Regions from separate parts of the Mus musculus genome. Here all the other regions are linked to region 6. The links are chromatin contacts, called in public HiChIP or PLAC-seq and promoter capture Hi-C maps. All regions are on one chromosome and are shown on one strand. Each heading gives the region's core, a stretch centred on a gene start, on an enhancer-like site or on the middle of the called end of the contact. The rest is flanking DNA. Distances are from core to core; before and after follow the strand shown. Region 1 holds the start of Ndufb11 (NADH:ubiquinone oxidoreductase subunit B11). Region 2 holds the start of Syn1 (synapsin I). Region 3 holds the start of Uba1 (ubiquitin-like modifier activating enzyme 1). Region 4 holds the start of Zfp300 (zinc finger protein 300). Region 5 holds the start of Usp11 (ubiquitin specific peptidase 11). Region 6 holds the start of Kdm6a (lysine (K)-specific demethylase 6A). Region 7 holds the start of A230072C01Rik (RIKEN cDNA A230072C01 gene).

Region 1 (2,700 bases), core at 108-2,607, 2.5 Mb after region 6:
TATAATAATTTAAGATCTTCAATCAGATGTTAATGTTGAATATACTAGGCCTTTTCAAAAACACAAACCTCACAATATCCTCAGTAGAGTGGAAATGGCAATAATAAACACCTTCTAATTTGGAGTACTTCTGAAGTAAGTGGTAAGAGCTGCAGTGACCATTCTGACTCATATGAAGCAGGTGTGTTTTTCTTAGCTTTCCTAGTACTTTTCTCACTTTACAAAGAAACCGAGGCACCAAGAGATTAAATTACTTGTCCAAGGTCATACAAGTGAATAATTTTCAACCCAAGATGTCTGACTCCAGAATCTCTGCTCTCCATAAAGCACAGGAATTCAGTCCTGAATGCAAATAATCAGCTCCATGACCTACTCAAGCTGTGATCTTGGGCTAGCAACTTGTGTTTTAGTATCCTCATCTATGTCACTGTAACAGTTACAGTGCCTACTTCAGTAACAGTTATAGTGCCTACTTCAAAATCACGCTACTTTAGAATTGAGATGAGTAAATAGATACAAAGTGTCTAGCACAGCCTGGCATTATGCACGTGTTACCTTAGAGTTTAGTATTACCCTAATTATAAAGTTTCTAACATGCTTTGGGTGCTGCCCTCTTTCAGTGTGATTTCTGACTGCAAATAAGGCAACGAAAGAGAAAAACAAGCTAGGCAAAATTTCTGAATATTCGAAGATTTTGTCCACTGCTCAAATCTCGGGCCGGAGAATGTCCGCTTTGACACTGGTTTCCCTGGTCCAGATTGGCCCCTACAGCGTCCCGTTTTCCCCCCTCCCTCTCACCTTCGCGTAGACGTTTTCGTCCTCGGGTTCTGGGTCCTCCTGCCACTGCATGGTCGGTTCTCGTTGCCGCTTTTTCTCCACACCGGATGGGGCGATTACAGCCCTGGAGGACTCCCAGCGAACGCGAGCAGCCGGGAGCCCTCTCATCGCCCCCGCTGCTGACAGGCAGCGACCATACAAGCTTAACAGTCGGGCCGCCATGACAGCTTGTACTGCGGAGTCCTGGGGGGCGGGGGGGGGGAGGGAGACGGAAATACAATGTGCGCAGCTGCGGTTGATCCCAGCGCGATTTTTGTCGCTCCGCCCTTACCTTGCTAAATAGATCCCCGGCCTAAGTTTGTTTACGAGTTCGGCGAGGTGCGGACTCTATTTTGCCTCCCACGCCGTGTCGCTACCGAATCAACGTTATCATTTCTGTTAGTCTGGGAGAGAGTTGTTTTTGAGAGGTCTGTTCATTTTCTTCGTAAGAAGAAAGCGGTGACATCTAGATGGCCCTGTAGGGAAAGAGGTGGAGCTTCTAGTTGTCTTTCAACTTCAAAGGACAGCAAGCTTCTAAAGAGCGGGCCTCTTAGGGGTAGCCAATAGCTACTCTTTTTTCTGGACTCCTGGGCCGTTCTCACAGGGAATGGGGAGGTAGCATATGCTTGCCAATCAGAGAATGCCAGGGCCAGCCAATGGTGACCGGCAACCAATCGTCAAGGCCGGCCAGAGCGCGCTCCCTTAGTAGGTGGATGGTGGTCGGATCGCCGGCTCTCTTCTCGTCGCCATTTTGTGTTGGTGACTGTGGCCGGCTAGGAGGAGGTGGCACCGAGTTTCCTTGGGAGGGCAACGCGTCGGTCGCGTCTCCCCTCCCCCTTTCCTCCTTTTTGCTCCCAGTCTTGGACTTGGTAGTTGCATGCATTGGCTCCCATTTGAACTAACAGTTCTGAAGGAGGTGGTGGCGGGCGGAGGTGATGCCTGGGAGCCCTCCCTTGACAGCCCGGGCCGAGAAGGTGAGCGCCGTTGCGGGTCGTGGGATCGGAGGTAAAGGAGCTGGGCGCGTGGGAGGGGGAGAGGGCCGGTGTGCATAGAAGAGGCGCGGGGACGGACTGTACCCTCGGAGTTCGCACAGAGCTGAGGGATGCCTGCACAGCCTGCACCTGAAGAGGGGGTATGGTCCCCCACCCCAGCTTTTTTCTTATGAAAGCAAAAGCGCGTGCGCGATTGGGACGCGGGATGGGTGCACGCGGGTTGGGGGAAGGGAGAGACAGATGGGAGTGGGGTACTGTGACTTACTGTATTTGCCCACCGAACTTTTTATCTTTTGAAACGCGCGTGTTTGCGACTTTGCGGGGGGTGTTCTTAGAGGAGGGTTGTGCTGACTGCCCTTGTTACTTAACTATCCACGGGGAAATACTCTGGCTGCGGCCTCTATTCATTTATGTGGTGGGAATGAGGGTGACAAGCGCGGAGAAAGAAAGTGAATATGGTTTTTATCCTTGGGGTCTGTATCTGACCTCTGATCCTTATCAGGAAGCAGGCTTGTTACTGATCGACCCCAACTTAGTTAGTTTGGGGAGGGGGTGCAGAGAATATATATATCCGGCGTTTCTTCTTTTGGGAGTTGTATCTGTAACAGTGAGGTCTATATATTCAAAGGGAAATCCGTTTAATTGTGTCTCTTATAGGTATCCTGTGATCCTGGCCCTTGGCTATTTTGGGGGCTTGTCTGTAACTTTGTTTCTTTTCTGTGCTGTGTATGCAACAAAATTAGACTCATTCTTTTGCCATTGAGCATTTTGTGTCAGGTTCTCATCCACTGGGGTTCCTGCCTGTGATTCTTTTCCCCATCTGGGGGAAGTTAACTGATCCTTGAGTTGGAAGAGAAAATAGGTACTTAAGAGAAAAGGTGTTGTGGCAACC
Region 2 (2,729 bases), core at 127-2,626, 2.8 Mb after region 6:
ATTCAGAAAGCACTCAATAAATGTCTTGTAGAGTCATTATAGGAAAAGGTCATTGAGGAGAGACTGGTAATGAGTCACACATAGAAAGCTTGAAAACCCTCACAGAATTCATGCTTGGAAAATGATTTGTTTGAGGCAGGTTTAGGAATAGTACATGTTAAGCATTTAATGCCTCTTAGATCCTTCAGAGAAAATGGGTCCCTTCAGAGCACGTACCTGGACTTGGCATTCAGTCAAGGTTCATAGGATCCATTAGAGTCAGAGCTTGTGATGAGAAAATGAGGTGGAATACACAACAGACACATTCAATCACTGCTTACAGACAAGTTTGAAAGGTCTTTGATGAGGGCTCTGGGGTGGGACATATAGCATCAATTGGATACACGTTCACAAGATCCATTAGAGAGATGGCCTTTGGGCAAGGGGTGAGGGTAACTGCGTGAATCAGGCTCTCAAAACATGCTCAAGGAAGTCCTTAGAGCCAAAGACTTCCAGGGAAGGGCTCTGCAGTGAGGTATAATGCAGGTGCTAATGCTTACAAGACTCATTAGGGAATGAGACCTTCCAGGCAAGAGCTGGACAGAGGAGGTAGGGCACATTTGGCCCTTGAAAGCTTTCTGCATATATTGAAGCCAAAAGCTTTTGGGAATGAGTAATAAGAAGAGGCAACAGATAATTGCTCCTTGTACCCATTTTAGTTTGGGGGAGGTAAAAGTGGGGCTTAAAGGGAGAGCTGAGCACAAATCATTAAAAGGAAGGAACTGGGCGAGGGGGCCAGATATCAGGCGCACAAGTGGCGCTCGATAATAGCTCATTCACTGTAGAAACATCTGGGTACCCAGGCCCTCGAGGAGGCGCAACAGCGGCTTACCAGTCGGTGTGCGGTTCGTCGATGACCAGCAGCACCCTGGCGGCGGCGCCCCCGCGGCCTGCGCCCCCAGAGCCACCGCCCACCTGCTCGCTGAAGGTGGCGGCTGCGGCTGCTGTGGTTTGCTTGACCGCGTTAGACAGCGACGAGAAGAAGCCGCCGCCCCCCGAGGACCCAGGACTAGGGGCTGCTGGAGAAGCCACTGGAGCAGCTGTGGAGGCCCTCTCGGCAGAGGCTGTCGCGGAGCCGGGCGTGGCCCCAGGGCTGGCGGCCGAGGGAGGCGGCGGGGGCGGTTGCGGGCGCTGCAGGTCTGTCATGTACCCATTCGGCAGATTGGCCATGAAGTTGCTGTCCGACAGGCGGCGCCGCAGGTAGTTCATGGTGGCGGCGTGGGGCAGGGGATCCAAGGGGCAGTGGGTCTGTGGGCCGCGGGGGCGGAGCGCGAGGGGCTCAGGAGCACGGCGGTGCTCTCTGGCACGACGCGACTCCTCTGCTGCCCGCTGCAGACTGAGGCAGCGCCGAGGCTCTGCCGCCGCAGAGCGTATGGTCGCGCCCGCACCTCCCTATCTTGCACCTCTCGTGGTGCGGTCCGACTGGACTCACGGCAGCATGGACGCGACCAAGGCGGCGAGGAAGGGGAGTTTGGGGAGGGCTAGTGAGTGACGTCAGTCAGCCTTTGGTGCTGGGGAGGTGGTGGTGCGCGCCGGCAGCGGAGGCGAAGGCTCTGACCGCGGTGCTGAATCCGACAGTGCGCATGCGCCGCGCCGCAACCTCTTCCCCTCCCCCTCTGATGGGGGCGGGGGATGCGCAATTTGGGGAGTGGGGGTGGGGTTCTTGTCCTGAGGGTCCGGACCTGTAGTAACGAAACTCCCTCCCACGATCCTACCCTGTTTACCAACCTCTTCCTATTCCTTAGGCTAACTTGCACTTACACACTCTTGCCCTTCCCAGATACTTGGGTTTCCAGTGTTGATTTTCACCTTTGAAGGCATTTTGGGGATAGAAGCACACTCAGAGGGGAACATAAATGTAGAAATTCTCCTTCCTGCAGTGTTCCCGGGGAGACATCTCCTATAACAACTCTGTCGGGCAAAGAAAAGAGCACGGGGGTGGCGTAAACATCACCAGACAGGCGGAGGTGGACACTTGGGTAGTTAACATATCCTTGCCCTTGGTGGTGAGAATCTGAAAGAACACATGGAATAACACAAATAGAAAAGGAAGGAAAGACAGAATATATATGTACATCACAGAACACACAGGCATCCAGGTATATATGTAGACACAGAAGCTCAGGGTAACACACATGAGCATATTGAGCACACATTACACATTCAGATAACACTTTGACTCACACCCAGAGAATCTCACACAAGTGCACACATCTAGGAAAAACACAGACTCCCAGATGAGCAAGGAAACTCTGGGTATGCAATGCAGAAGCATTTCCTGCAGCGCTAGCTCTGATGTGTTTTCAGCCTCCTCCACATGCACATATTTAGTCTACATGGCCTCATTCCTCTGCTCCGGACATAGCCCAAACCCAGTGTCATTAGTGTTCATGGATGTCTTCCTCTTTGCAGACAGGAAGCCACATAATACTTTCATGTGGAAAAATAAAGTAATTTTGGTGGTCTGAATAAGAAGGCTCATATATTTGAATGCTTAGTCACCAGGGACTGGTGCTGTTTGGAAAGATTAAAAGGATTAGAATGTGTGGCCTTGTTGGAGAAAGCACGTCACTGGGGTGGGTTTTGGGGGTTCAAAAGTCCATGCCAAGCCCAGAGCCAGCCAGCCAGCCAGCCAGCCAGCCAGTCAGTCTGTCTGTCTGTCTGTCTGTCTGTCTGTCTGTGTCTGTTGT
Region 3 (2,765 bases), core at 162-2,661, 2.5 Mb after region 6:
ATTTATCTTAAACAAGATACGCCCCTAAGTGGTCATGGATGACGAGCAAAGACTGCTCACTTGGGCTTCGCACGGTTATCCAGTATGGTGAGTGCCTTGACTATTATCTCATAATTCCCACTTGCTAGGCAGGGCCACTTTGGGTGGGGGCTGCCCATCAAACCTCATGAATAATTCGTGAACTGTATGGGATTGGTACTTTTTAAAAAGGTTTATTTATTTATTTTATGTATGTGAGTACACTGTAGCTGTACAGATGGTTGTGAGCCTTCATGTGGTTGTTGGGAATTGAATTTTTAGGATTCCTGCTCGCTCTGGTCAACTCCGCTTGCTCCAGCCCAAATATTTATTTATTATATCTAAGTACGGTGTAGCTGGCTTCAGACACACCAGAAGAGGGCGTCAGATCTCATTACAGTGAGCCACCATGTGGTTGCTGGGATTTGAACTCAGGACCTTCGGAAGAGCAGTCAGTGTTCTTACCCGCTGAGTCATCTCCCCAGCCCAGTACATTTTTTTGAGACAGGGTTTCCTGTTAACCAGGCTTGCCTCAGACTAATGAACCTCCTGCTTCTACCTTCCTAGTGCAGAGATTAAAGGCATGCAGCACCATGCACATAAGCGCAGCTTGGGCGCAATCTTTCTTTTGGTGTTCCCACCCCACCACCCTAAGACAAGGTTTCTATGTGTAGCTCTGATTGTCCTGGAACTCCTTCTACAGACAGGCCTCAAACTCAGACCCTCCTGCTTCTGCCCACTGAGTGCTGGGATTAAAAGTGTACACCACCACACCTGGTGGACACAACCTTTCTTGACCTCTCTGTTTTCAAGTTGAGCTGCTGCTGCTGCTGCTGCTGCTGCTGCTGCTGCTGCTGCTGCTGCTGCTCCAACAGCTTCATTCAGTATTTAGGAGTCAGAGGAGTGCTGCCTGCAGTAGCCCTGTTTCTTGCTTACTGGGTATTAGATGGAGCAATAAGGCAGGCCTGCCTCTTTTGTTCCATCTCACTGAGTCTCGTGCATTATTCATGAATACGATATAGCTTTGGTCTCCTTGATTCCCAGCTACTGCAAGATCATTCATTATTCATGAACATGGGGTGTGGTTGTAATGCTTTAACATCTACTTTCTGGTTGCCTAGTCCTAGTAAACCCATAACCTTGCTTCGTGATTCACGATCGGGAAGAATGGCCTTGAGGTCCTTCCTTGATTTCTTTGACAGCTTAGATGCAGTAATTCTTTATTCATATTTCATAGCCTCTTGCTCTACCTGTTTTTCTAGTTACTGCCTCCAGAGCCACTTGGTGGAGCTGTTCTCCTTCTAATTAAAGAAGTCCCAAACTGGGCAGGGAAAATACATGATTCATGAGTGGGCGCGGTCCTCTTGCATCCGGGTTTCTGGGGGTGGGGCTCAGGGTTTTGTTCCGGCCTTGGGCTCTGCCGCCGCCATCTTGTGTCGGCTGCTGGGGTGAAGGAGGGTGGCAGGGAAGACCACAACCACCGCGGTCGGGGAAGGAGAAGGCGACAGTGATCCTAGCTGGCCCAGGCGGCAGGAGGAGGAGGAGAAAGAGGAGGGTGGCGGCCGAGCTTGACTTCGGCTCCTTGAGGAGTTGGCGGCGGCACGACCCGGGGAACCGGCATTGGTAATAGCTTTTCTCTGCACCTGGCTCGAAGCGCAAGGGCTCTGGGAGGTATGGGAGGGTCCCTGCTGGCTCTCTGCCAGCCCAATGTCTGAGTGCACTGCCGTGTCCTGGGTATTAAGAGTCACTAGGCAAGCGGGTGTGGGGGTGTGCAAATCCTGGGGTGGGGTGGATCACGTCTGTCTGGGACCACCCCTATTCCCTTGAGCTTCGAAATCTGACCTTGACGTCAGACCCCTATCTCAGCTTCTGGAGACTTCTGGCTCAGCACTATTACCAGGTATCTTGATCCGATCCTGAGCCATGCATTTCCTATCAGAACTCCCCACAGTCTCCATAAAGGCACCGGAATTCGGTGTCGCTGCTCATGAAAGCCGTCCATACTTGTGTGCTATTTGAAGACCTGCCCCAAAATCTCCCTTGAGACTCTTCCTAGCCCTTCAGTATTTGCTCTCATGGCTTAAGAGGGGCCAGGCTTGAGGAAAGGTCCGCGTGGCCTTCATTTCCGAATGAAGAGCCTTGTCTAGCATTTTCATCCAGTCTCCCCTCCCCCCAGGATACTATCTGTCCTTAGAGCTGCCATCTGGATTAAACCCGGTGAAAAGCTCTCTGCCTAGCCTTTCCGTGGGAAATCCATTCCTACATTTGAGATCTCCCAATACCACTTTGACATAGCATCCTCCATCGTGGACACCTGGCATTCTTATTCTTTTAAGCACCTGCCTTTAGAGACTCTCCCTGCTTTTAGGGACGCCCCCCTTTTTCACGTTCTCATTGTTCTTGAAGCATTGTTGTCTTCTCCATCAGCCATCGTAACCCCAGTATATTTCCTTTAGTCTCTCATGGGACTAGACGCCAGGGAGGACCTGTTTGGACACAGTTCTCCATTAGTGATCTCTTGCCGCCATCTACTCTTTCAGACTCTTGATTTGTAGCCCCATCTGCCCGATGGTCTCATTCTAGACCCAATTTTTGCCTTCAAAGGCAGACCAGCATTCTAGCTTCTCTTTTTATAGATTCCTTAATCTAACAACAGGCCTCAGAATCTGCCCTCGTCTTTTTTAAAGGTTTCTAGTACCATCATCATTCAGAGAGTCTCAGCATTTGCTTTTGACTTCCCTGAACCT
Region 4 (2,700 bases), core at 2-2,501, 2.9 Mb after region 6:
AGAGGACTGTCTGACCAACACTAGGAAGTTTGTGCACCCGTGGAAGTGGCTTACTGTTTCTTTAATAATGAGATACAAGTGAATATGTTTCATTCCTCTTATGTTATGGCTTACAGAAAGCTCAGAAAATTAACTGTATTTTAACATAAAATATAAAATCCTATGACACACTCACACTCTTGTGCTGGTCTTGTTCTATATCCTTAAAGTTTGTGTTTATATGTATCGGCCTTATAGAATAAATAATAATGCAATAATTCATATACTCACATATAAAGTTTATTATATATGTATCAAAGCATTGTTCTAAACATATATTAATTCAATTGACCTTCACAATCACCATACAAGGTAGATATTATCGTTATTATCTTAACCATTCCCATTTTACAGTTAAGAAAATTAAGGCACAGAGAGCTTTGGTAAGCTCATAATGCTGTTAAGAGCAATTTAGCTGCAGATTCTATAGTCTTAACCACTAGACCATATTGCTTCTATCCTAATATGGGCAGAGGATAACTGGGAGAAGCAAATAAGAACTTACCTGGGACTCAGTCATGACTGACTGTTGTGGAGAGAAGCCAAAGGCCTAAAAAGGCAGAACTGTTGAGAGGGAGAAGAAAAAAAGAGTTTCAGATGGCAAGGATACGCAGACTGAAAGTTCACCAAATCACCATGCCAGAAATTCACAAATGCCAGCAGGTAAAATGGCCACGGTATATAGCTAAGAAAAATGCGAAAGGGAATTTGTTTTCCCTCGCAGATCCTCATTATCCAACAACACAGCTCTATCAGGGTCCTCATAGGCAACTGCAATACTCCACAGAGCTCAACATCACTTACACTACTGACCCTATCACTCTACTGCACGCTCATTACAAACCCCAAATATTCCCATCATTCACTTCACTACCCGCCTCCATCAAAGCCTCTACAGATCACTCATTTAAGGGATCTCCATCACTCAGCCTGCAGCCTCCCGCCCACATTTTCAATTCTCATTTTTGAGCCCCTCCCCAAGTACTCACCGAGTAAATTCGTGTTTGCAGTGTGTTTGCACTTGTCTGTCTCACTCCGCCTGCAGAGTGCCAGCCTGCTCACTTCCGCTCTGAATGAACTCTGCACTCCTTCACTCTCTTCTCCGATCTTAAAATCTGAATTCTTATGCCGGCAAAGTCTCTTTTATATTTCCCGTATCAGTCATAACTTCCTGAGATAACCACTTTTTAGTCCTTTTCCCCGCCTTAGTTACTGCGAGCACTAAACTTGCGCATGCGCAGTAGCCCTTCCTGAAGCTGTCAGCGCTAGCGGACCTAAAATATTTTGATTACCACAAGGATTGAATTTGCAGGCAGGAAAAATGGATGCGCCAATAAGCCGTGTTTTTAAGGGAGCAGACATCTTTATAACTTTTGCCGTTTCGTACAGCGGAGAAAAAAATCTGCCTCAATGTTTAAAGGAGATGAGATTTTTTTGAGGAATTTGAACACTTGGACAGAGGCACACTAAGACGGGCGACCTTTAGAGCTAAGGGCTACAACCCCAGCTCCGTATCCCCACCCCGACCCCTGGGCAGGGAGATACCAAGAGGAGACGGGATTGGGTGAGGGAAGATCTGGAACGCTGCTACCCTTCCTGGGAACTATATGGGGTAAAAGAGAATCAGAGCAGAGAACAATGCGTTCCTCTAAAGAGCAGCACCATTATGGACACGGGGAGAAATCATGGAGTTGGTAGTTCTTTCAAGGAAATACCACTAGAGAGGTAGGCATATTTTATTTAGGCTAGCTGTGAAGAAGACTCAGATTGGTATGATCCTCTGTATGGGAAATACCAGGATGCTGACGTATGCAAATCTAAGGGCAGTAAGAGTCTGTGCTCAGAGAAAGGGATACTGAAGAAAGTGACGCTGGTAAACTCAGGTGCAAGGAAAATTGGAGACAAAAACGCAGGCAACGTTGTTGTGGCTTAGAGATGAGGAGGAGAGTCCACAAAGTCCTGACTGTGACACCTCACCCCCAACCCCGCATACCCACATTCCTGGAAACATGTGGCAGAGAGATTTGGGAAAGTGCCTATGCCAGGCTCTGGGTCCTATGGAACCCATCTCAGGGTCTTCTACAGTCATGGAGGAACCAACAGGAGACTGATCCAGCTTTAGACTGCAGACACTGCATTATCATTTTACCACGTGAAAGCCGACGTAACATGTAAGGGTCAACTAAGTGATTCTTTTTCATGGCTATTGCAATAGAGACATTTTTTATTAATGAAAAATATACTAAAGACAAGGAAGAAGGGTTAGGGTTAGGGTTTTTATAAAGACACATCAATAGAGCAGTCATCCTTGAGCCATGAGCATGGATGACTTGGGTCTTATTTCAGAATATGGAAAAGGCACGGGGAGTGCTATGGATTTGTGTATCCTCCCCAAACCAATGCACTATTATTTGGAATGTAGTCTTTGGAAAGTAATTAGAATTAGATAATGTTGTTAGGGTGAACCCTGCTCCAATGGAATTGGTGGACTAATAAAAGACACATAAGAGTTTACTTATTTTTTGTTCACACATAAATCAAGTCACATGACAATGCAGTAATACACAGCTATTTGTAAACAAGAAAGACAACTTTTACCCCAAACCAAATCAGCTGACGTTGCCTTTCCCAGCTCCCTGAACTATGAGAAAGCAACTTCCT
Region 5 (2,756 bases), core at 244-2,743, 2.5 Mb after region 6:
CTGCCTCTGCCTCCTGAGTGCTGGGATTAAAGGCGTGAGCCACCATGCCCAGCTAAAGTGCTACTTCTCACAAGAAAAAATTGCAGTAGTGCTGAAGTCTGACATAGAGCCTGGTACACCTGTATCCTGTACTCCTAGCATTTGGGAGGCTAAGGCAGGGGGATCATCATAAGTTCAAGGCCAATCTGAGCTTCATGTTCAGAATTGAGACTCTTTCAAAAAAACACCAAAAGAAACCCTGGCCGGTTCAATGGTTTTCACATACATGTTTGTCATCAGATTTCCTTTATATTAAAGATTGGGGACACTCAATGAATTGGTTATCCCAAGATACCCTCTGAATAATTCCACTATATATGCATGAAAATGAGAGTGAAGATACTGCAGAAAGTCTTGATTTTGTGAAACCTCCTGAGAGGGTTTCCTGAGCTGATAGCATGTGACCACAGTTTGAGGATCTGCCTGGTGTTTAAGGACACAGCTCTGGAACTAGGTCTGCCGTGCTATGGCACATCCTAGCTGAGGACAAATGATTTCACATTTCTGGCTCTCAGTTTCCCACATTGTTACTCATGGGCCAAAAACAATACAGTTATCTGCTACCCAAGGCTACTATTTAAGTCCAGCAAGTCACTTAAACTGGACAGACTCAGTATTTGTTATGCTTCCAACAAACACACAGATTTGTCTGGTAACTCTAGTTCAGGAAGCTGAATGTTGAAGTGCATGCCTGTATTCCATCACTTTGGAAGCTGAGGAAGGAGGATCAAGGCAAATCAATTGCCAGCCTGGGCTTCATAGAGTTGGAGGAAATTCTGGGGCAATTTAGCAAAGTCCCTGTCTCAAAGATAGAAAAGACAGATGACACACAGACAATCACACAGAGAGCCACACCCTAGTTCAGGCTCTCAGGAGATGATAAACTATTTGAGAAAAAAACCTTTTATTTCATGTATATAAATGTTTTCCCTGTATTCATATATGTGTACCTTGTCCATTTCCGCTGATCCTCAGGAACCTGTGTTATGGATGGTTGTGAGCCACCATGTGGGTTCTGGGAATTGAACTCTTTCTTCTGCAGGAGCAATGAGTGCCCTTAACCTCTGAGCCATATCTCTAGCCCATACATTTGGTTTTGATGGATGAGAAAGGTAATTCACGTTAGGCTAACAAAAATGCCGCTTTCATAGTATGGGTTTGCAGTTAAAGGGGCAACTATTTGCCCTAAGCATCCTTTGTGAGGCCCTAAACACATATTTGCTCATTTTGGAAACCTCTGGCCTCCACCAAAGGACCATTTCACCTGGTGTTAGAGAATTCCACAAGGCACTAATGTCTTAGTTCCAAACAAGAGAGTTAACCCCTGGTATTGGTTGCAGAGACCACAGACCACCACCCAATTTCCGCCAAATGGTGACGTTTCCAAGATGGCAGTAGCCCCCTGATTGTTGGGGGGCTCTGCTTCCGTTTCCGGGACAGAATCCGGAAGTGCCAGTTGAGGGTCGTCTTCCTATCTTCAGTTGCGTCGGCAGTTGGAGGAGGACAGACGGTGATGGCGGCGGTCGCAGCGGACCCAGCTGCAGCTGCCGTCCCGGCCTCTGCTGAGGACCGAGACACACAGCCCGAGGCAATGCCAGACCTGGATGAACAGTGGCGCCAAATCGGGAATGGGCGAGAGCGTCCACTGCGAGCTGGCGAAAGCTGGTGAGGCTGGGCTTCAATGAAGCCTTGGCCAAGGGGACCTTGGGGGCGTTAGTATCGCGGGGTACTTAGAAATCAAATTCTGAGGATGAAGCGGTGCGAGGCTGGGAAGGGGCTTGGGCCGGCGGGAGAGAGGGGGCGTGGAAGTGCTAAGTGAATGAATCTCAACGTTTGGGGGAAAAGGCGGGGCCCGAGTGGGGCAGTCAGCCGCCTAAGGACAAAATGGGGTTTGTGATAGGGGTGGGGCGTGAAGGGGATGGCCGTGGGAGTCAGGGGACTGCATCGTTTGGGGAGGGGGTGAGAGGGGACTGCGTCTTGGAACCTGGAGCCTGGAAAGGAGGCTGGCTCCGTACTTAACGCGGGGGCGTGGCGTGTGTTACAAAACGTTGCGTCGGTTGCAAGGAACGGCCTACAAGTACTCGAAGCGCCTGTGAACCCGACGAGCTTGGTGGCGTCCGCTGAAGAGCAACTCCATAGCCTATAGCTGTGGGCCGAGGGGCGGAATAGTGTGGTATGGGGAGGGTGCCTGGCTCCTGGGAACAAGGCGAAGGGCTGGGGAGGGGCAAACTGTGGAGGAGGGGCAGTGCCTGGGGCAGAAAATGGCGCCTGCAAAAGAGCAAAGATTGTGACGCGGTATTTTTTTTTGTTGTTTTTGTTATTTTTTTAATACCCCTCTAGTTAAGGTCTCCTTCCTAGAACAGGAGAAAGTGCAGGTGGTTTACAAAAGATTATTTGGGGAGTTTTTTTTTCCACGTGATAATATTTTTGTAATCAGAAATGGCTATTTAAAAGGGATCCACAGCTTTTAACAAATTGTCTTGTTAGACCATTTTTTTTTAAATGCTAATCAATGCCTCTTAAAATTTACTGCTCCCCGGGTTCCTATTTCTCTCTTGAGTTGCTGCTCATTTTTAATTGTGAAAATCGTAAGACCTACAAAGATTATAGTATAAAACGTTTTACATAAATGGACATCCTGCTGAAAGAAATGGTTTGTATGCTTCAAAAATGGCAAGGTCATGAAAGGCATACGCTGAAGAACTGTTCCAGATTGA
Region 6 (2,700 bases), core at 37-2,536:
TCTAAATTTAAATATACCCTATTGATTACAGGTGTAAACTTATATAAAACATATAAAGCTTGGTTTATAAACGGATCTTTTCTTCATATAGTCCATTTACTAATATTTTCTATCCCAAAGACTGGAGGTGTGATGAGATACATCACATTATATCTGCCTTTTCAAAATAGTCGATGGAAAGTTTGGTCTATCTCCTGATTATACTATGGGTCAAACACCAGACTTATTTGTACCTGAGGGACAGAACAAGCAAATGTTACTGCTAAGGGTTTCCTATGTAGTGGAAGCAGAAAAAGGCTGGCAGGAAGCTGTGTTGAGGATTCTATTTCTCTAAGGCCAGTTCACATACAGCTCCTACTCTTCCATGGAGTACCCACTGAGATGACAGCAACAGAACCCAACATTCTGAAATCCCCCTCGACAAATTTCACTGTTTCTGTTTTTTTCTTTATAGTATAACGAATTACTGCTAGGGCGTAGGGTATATGCAAGCAGCAGGAATATCTGGCCCGAAAGTGCTGCCAACAGACAGACCTTTGGCGGTGGGGTGCGGGAGCCAGCGCGCCAGACCCCCTGCAGGCGACTGACTCTTCATTCCTCCCTGCCTGGGGTGAGTGGGCGGGGGTCGGGAGACGTTTTCCCCTTCCCCTTTTGAAAGGGTATGGGGCTTCGCGTGGCCTTGTCTAGGGCGGCGCCCAGGCTGCAGGGTATGAAGCCGGCTGCTGCTCCTCTGGCGCACTCCTCGTGGAGGCTATTATTTCTAGCAGTGCGCCTTCTTCCGAGGGCAGAGGTCTGGGGCCGAGTGTTCCCTCCCCGCGACTCAGCTGGTGTCCAGCCCTGTCGGGATCGATATTCCCGGAGTGCGCGAGCGCTAGCAGGACCACCGAAATCACAGTCTTGGCCCACCCTAGGGCTTCCGGGCAGCCAGAGGCTGTCCTAGGCTTTCTCGTTGGCGCTCGCTACAGGCGGTGCCGGACCTCGCCCAGACTGAGCACTCCCCTCCCCCCCCCGATCCCACCACGGCTCCCGAAGGGACACAGCCTGGACCCCTCCATTCTCTGCCTGTGTATTTAAGTAGCACAACCTAACCGGCTGCTCCCACTGGGTGACAACCCTACTCCGGACAGACGTGCCTATCAGCCAACCACCGACCAGAACTGGCGAGCATCCCGCTCTCGGATCTGTGGCGGCCTCGGTGGGCGGGGCTAAAGCAGCTAGCAAGTTAAGTGGAGCCACGACTGACGCGAGTCAACAAAGGTCACGTGAGGCGAGGGGCTGCTCTGGTTGGCTGCGCCGAGCGGGCTGTGAGGGGGGGGTCACGGCAGCGGCGTGGGGTTCGCTGTGTGACACAATTACAACAACTTTGTGCTGGTGCCGGGGAAGTTTGTGTCTCCTACGAATCCCCCCCAGAGCTCCCGCTCCTCGCGCGCTCCGGCCATTCCCGCCGACCCTGCCTGTGGCTGCCCCCTTCCCATCCCCGCGATGTGACCCTACAGCCGAGCCGTCGCCGCTCCGGACCCAGTGGTTCCACAGCCTCTGCTGCCTCTGCCTTCACCTCTACCGCGTTAGGATTTTTCGCTGCCGCCTCTCGCGGCAGAGGAGGAGGCAGAAATAAAGTTGGTGTGCCGGTCTTGTGCGGAGATTGGAGGCGTCCTTGCGGGCTCCGGCCCGGAGAGGGGGGGTGTCGGCGTTGGAGTTGTGAATTCGCTGCGTTTCCATGAAATCCTGCGGAGTGTCGCTCGCTACCGCCGCCGCCGCCGCCGCCGCCGCCGCTTTCGGTGATGAGGAAAAGAAAATGGCGGCGGGAAAAGCGAGCGGCGAGAGCGAGGAGGCGTCCCCCAGCCTGACAGCGGAGGAGAGGGAGGCGCTCGGCGGACTGGACAGGTACGGGGAGCGGGCACTCGCCCGGGCGGCTCGGGACAGGCTGGCGCCACTCTCCGAGGAGGCCGGAGCGCGGCTAGCCTGTGGCGGCCGTGGGGCGGGCACCTCGGCTTGGCGCTCTCGGCTCCGCTGACGCCCGGGCCTCGGGCTTTGGCACGGACGGGTCGGCGCCGATGCCGGGGCACTAACGAGCGGCGTGTGTCTTTCTCCGCAGCCGCCTTTTCGGGTTCGTGAGGTTTCATGAAGATGGCGCCAGGATGAAGGCCCTGCTGGGCAAGGTAAGGCAAACCGCGGGCCGGAGCGCGGACGCGGTCTCTCGAGCCAGAGGCGCGCTCGCCTGGGGCACCGGGGCCGGGTCACCACTCATTGTGGCCTCGAAAGACGGCCGAGGGGCTTCCGGAAAACTATTTCCTGCTACTGCGCTCCCCTCCACCCCCTGATACCTCGCTTGCTCTCTTGAGAGATCACTTCTCTTGGAGCCAGAGGACAGAGGCAGTGGCGCTTTTGGGGCCAAGCTCATGTGGGGCTTCCAAATTGACTACGATTTTACCGCCCTTGGAGGCTAGGCGGATGATCTCTGAGGTGCCTAGGGAGGGTCATGAGTTCGTAAACAGCTGTAGATTTCCTTAAATCCCCCGCTCGTTATCTTCCCTGGTTATTAAGGCTCTTTAGGCAGTCTGTTCCTGATGCCTGCTTTAGTCAAACATTTCGGGATGGCTTCTTGTCTCTGCTCCCTGAAGGGGGAAGTTGCACGTAGTTTAGGTCCGTAAAGAGTTTGCATGGGGTTATTGACTTGTATCATCATCGGTGTGTGCTTTA
Region 7 (2,709 bases), core at 2-2,501, 2.8 Mb after region 6:
TAAGCATTATATACTTGTTACCTATTATAATTATAAATATTACATTTTATTCAGTGACTTATGCCAATTAAAATGTCCCATCTTCACCCTAAATGTACCTCTCCATCTCTTTTAGCATGCTCACACAGTCCTAGTTCTAAATACCTAACTTTCTATTCAGATTAGTAATGACAGCAATAGCAATCATCCAGTTGTTGAGTCTTTAGTGTATTTCAGGCACTGGGGTCAAATTCCTTTCCTAAAACAACTATTTAGGTTATTTGTTTTATTACCCAAGACAATATCTGAGTTTCTCAGGCTAAGTATTGAATTTGTAAACACACCAAACAATTCTTTCCTCTCAGCCTCAATATAATAATAGTGGGGTTTATCTGCATTTTTAAAATGTGTTCTTACTTGCATTTATGTGTTTATTTTGTGTACATGTATGGGTGCCATGATACATACCTGGAGGTCAGAGGTCAGGTTTTTGGGAGTCTTTCTTTCTTCCACCATGTGGGTCCCAGAGATCTAACTTAGGGCATGGGGTTGGAGGCAAGCCATCTTGCTGGCCCTAGTTTGCTTGTTTTGAGACATAATCTCAAAGCCCAGGCTATACACAACCTCGAATGTAGGTGAAGATCACCTTCAACTCTGGGTCATCCTGCTCCTGACACTATCCCAAGTACAGCAATTGCAGGCCTGTGTCACCACACTGGATTTTTTTTAAAATAGAATATTGTTCTATTTTCAAGGCTGGCTTGTAATCCTGGCTAAACAAGTGAATTTTCCCATCTCTCCACTAGAAGTGGCACACACCATGGAGCTTGAGCCTGGCTTTATTCTATTTTTTTCTCCCTTTGAGAAAGTTAGTCTGTAGCCCAGACTGGTTCTCAGCTTTACAAAGATCCTCCTGCTTCTGGCTCCCAAGTGCCGGAGTTGACACATTTAAAACTCAAACACCACGTTAAGAAGGCCTAATAAACTTTTCCATTTCACAGATGAATAAAGTTCACAAAGGTGAAGTAAGGTACAACTTGTTCATAAATATTGGTTAAATGGCCTAGTCAGAAACACCCTGTGTTCGGAATGACTATTTTAAACCAACAAACAAGGTCAGAGCTCTGCTAAAGGGACAAGTTCCAACCACATCTCAGCCCAGAAGTCAACCCTATTCCCAGAAGTCTGGGCGGCCAATCCGAAAGTTTGGTCGGCATTCTGTCCCACCCACCACGTGAAATTTCTCAAACGTCACGCCTCCCACGTTGTCACTCACTGCAAGTCTCGCTGCAGTACGTCACTGATAAAGGTCTCGTACCGCAGCACTTTCTCCCCCACCGTATCCAAGGCCCGCCGTTTCGGGGGCGTCGCCATGACGGGCACCTGGGGGAGTAAAGGGGGGGGCACGTTGAGCGCTCTATTTAAACTTCACAAAATTCTCTCCAGCCACTCAACGTTGGGGATGACTTCTTTCGGCTCGAGCTACGGAGTTGCTTCTGCCCAACCCGATTTTGGAACTCGTTCACTCACCGGTACAGGAGTACGGCGTTTACCGTAGGGCCACCGGCAATAACTGTTAGTATGAGCCGCGGCTTCCGGGTGGCGCGGATGGATGATGTAATTTCCAGCAAGGGAGCCAACCAAATCGATGGGAGGGGCGGTCCGGCGTGTGGGAAGATGCACTTAGGGGAAGGGCTGCAGGCGGGGCCTGAGTGAATCCTTGGAGGTAGCAGGATCCTATGGATCTAGATGGGCCTGGCACGCCGCGGTCTGCCAGCAGGCGGATCGTCGCGAGCTGGCGGGAGACTGGTTTGGGTGACGTTCAATGAGATTTGGCGGGTTCTGAGGGAGGGTGGACTTACAGGAAGGTAGGGAGAGGGAGTTAAGTGTTTATAATTAGTAATTTGAAGTGTGTGTGTGTGTGCGCGCGCGCGTTGGTACTGAACTTATAGGCAGTTGTGAGCTACCATGATGTGGGTGCTGATAATGGAGTTTACATTCTCTGCAAGTTTTATGTGTTTTTAACTGATGAGCCATTTCTGTATTCCCCCCTCCTTACTCTTACATTTGTTTTCCTATTTTATGTGTTTTGTCTGCATGTTTATGGACTACATGCGTGCATTGCCCACAAAGGCCAGAAGAAGTTGTGGGATTCCCTGGAACTGGAGCAACCAACAGTTTGTGTGCACCATGTGGGTAATGGGAATCGAACCTGGGTCCTCTATAAGACTGGCCAGTGCTCTTAACTACTGAGGTATCTATATAGTCCCTATTTTTTTCTTTTAGAAACATTTCTATTCTTTGAGAGTTTCATAGATGTATGCAATATATTTTCATCATCTCCACTCCCTTTTCCCTCCAACTCCTCCTAGACTCCTCCTACCACATTTTCCTCCAATTTCATATTCTCTTTAAAACAAACAAACCAAATCAAAACCAAAAGAACTCACTGAGACCACTTAAGCATTTAATAATTTTAAAAGCACAAGAGTGCCTATAGACCAGCAAGGATTATGGTACTAATCTATAAGGAAGGCAGTATATCCTGTGGGGATCTGTTTGAAAAAAATATATGTTGCACACATTGTTTGGTTTTCACCCTCCATAAAGGGAATGAATAAGAGCACATAAAAATGTTTAAATGGAGACAAATTTTAAGAAATTTATCTTGAATGAATTTCTGCTTGGTGGCATGCAGTCCATGATGAGGGCTACAGAGAAACCTTGTCC

The links. Promoter capture Hi-C pulls out the DNA fragments that hold promoters and counts their contacts. HiChIP or PLAC-seq counts read pairs in DNA pulled down with a chosen protein or histone mark. Capture Hi-C pulls out chosen DNA fragments and counts their contacts.
Region 1: a contact with region 6 is called in a promoter capture Hi-C map of pre-B cells, with 8 times the contacts expected there. The contact joins the promoter of Ndufb11 here to the promoter of Kdm6a in region 6. A contact is called at or near these places in 7 of 39 promoter capture datasets (the 3T3-L1 cell line, cranial neural crest, hippocampal neurons and 3 more), 1 of 484 Hi-C or Micro-C datasets (cardiomyocytes), 4 of 115 datasets of contacts at active chromatin or transcription factors (astrocytes, large pre-B cells, regulatory T cells and 1 more) and 2 of 9 other capture datasets (adipose tissue and liver).
Region 2: a contact with region 6 is called in a promoter capture Hi-C map of pre-B cells, with 5 times the contacts expected there. The contact joins the promoter of Syn1 here to the promoter of Kdm6a in region 6. A contact is called at or near these places in 3 of 39 promoter capture datasets (cranial neural crest, pre-B cells and second pharyngeal arch cranial neural crest).
Region 3: a promoter capture Hi-C map of adipose tissue shows a contact between it and region 6, with 4 times the contacts expected there. The contact joins the promoter of Uba1 here to the promoter of Kdm6a in region 6. A contact is called at or near these places in 4 of 39 promoter capture datasets (erythroid cells, liver, neutrophils and 1 more) and 2 of 9 other capture datasets (adipose tissue and liver).
Region 4: an H3K27ac HiChIP or PLAC-seq map of thymic regulatory T cells shows a contact between it and region 6, with 9 times the contacts expected there. The contact joins the promoter of Zfp300 here to the promoter of Kdm6a in region 6. A contact is called at or near these places in 1 of 39 promoter capture datasets (pre-B cells) and 1 of 115 datasets of contacts at active chromatin or transcription factors (thymic regulatory T cells).
Region 5: a promoter capture Hi-C map of pre-B cells shows a contact between it and region 6. The contact joins the promoter of Usp11 here to the promoter of Kdm6a in region 6. A contact is called at or near these places in 1 of 39 promoter capture datasets (pre-B cells) and 1 of 9 other capture datasets (liver).
Region 7: a contact with region 6 is called in a promoter capture Hi-C map of pre-B cells, with 2.9 times the contacts expected there. The contact joins the promoter of A230072C01Rik here to the promoter of Kdm6a in region 6. A contact is called at or near these places in 5 of 39 promoter capture datasets (the HPC-7 cell line, erythroid cells, liver and 2 more), 1 of 484 Hi-C or Micro-C datasets (double positive thymocytes), 1 of 115 datasets of contacts at active chromatin or transcription factors (bone marrow-derived dendritic cells) and 1 of 9 other capture datasets (adipose tissue).

What each region holds. Positions count from the first base shown.
Region 1 is chrX:20,616,262-20,618,961 of GRCm38.p6, forward strand. Ndufb11 (NADH:ubiquinone oxidoreductase subunit B11) reads right to left here and starts at 1,358. Exons shown (of 3, transcript NM_019435.5): 1 at 799-1,358. The coding sequence starts at 999. Rbm10 (RNA binding motif protein 10) reads left to right here and starts at 1,242. Exons shown (of 24, transcript NM_145627.3): 1 at 1,242-1,790.
Region 2 is chrX:20,919,542-20,922,270 of GRCm38.p6, forward strand. Syn1 (synapsin I) reads right to left here and starts at 1,377. Exons shown (of 13, transcript NM_013680.4): 1 at 872-1,377. The coding sequence starts at 1,248.
Region 3 is chrX:20,661,485-20,664,249 of GRCm38.p6, forward strand. Uba1 (ubiquitin-like modifier activating enzyme 1) reads left to right here and starts at 1,412. Exons shown (of 26, transcript NM_001136085.2): 1 at 1,412-1,641.
Region 4 is chrX:21,087,978-21,090,677 of GRCm38.p6, forward strand. Zfp300 (zinc finger protein 300) reads right to left here and starts at 1,252. Exons shown (of 5, transcript NM_001358840.1): 1 at 1,029-1,252; 2 at 545-603. The coding sequence starts at 559.
Region 5 is chrX:20,702,416-20,705,171 of GRCm38.p6, forward strand. Usp11 (ubiquitin specific peptidase 11) reads left to right here and starts at 1,494. Exons shown (of 21, transcript NM_145628.4): 1 at 1,494-1,704. The coding sequence starts at 1,553.
Region 6 is chrX:18,161,289-18,163,988 of GRCm38.p6, forward strand. Kdm6a (lysine (K)-specific demethylase 6A) reads left to right here and starts at 1,287. Exons shown (of 29, transcript NM_001310444.1): 1 at 1,287-1,884; 2 at 2,096-2,159. The coding sequence starts at 1,718.
Region 7 is chrX:20,960,425-20,963,133 of GRCm38.p6, forward strand. It overlaps A230072C01Rik (RIKEN cDNA A230072C01 gene), which reads left to right and starts at 1,252. Exons shown (of 6, transcript NR_027445.1): 1 at 1,252-1,288; 2 at 1,426-1,554; 3 at 2,113-2,233. It overlaps Uxt (ubiquitously expressed prefoldin like chaperone), which reads right to left and starts at 1,554. Exons shown (of 7, transcript NM_013840.3): 1 at 1,510-1,554; 2 at 1,256-1,362. The coding sequence starts at 1,353.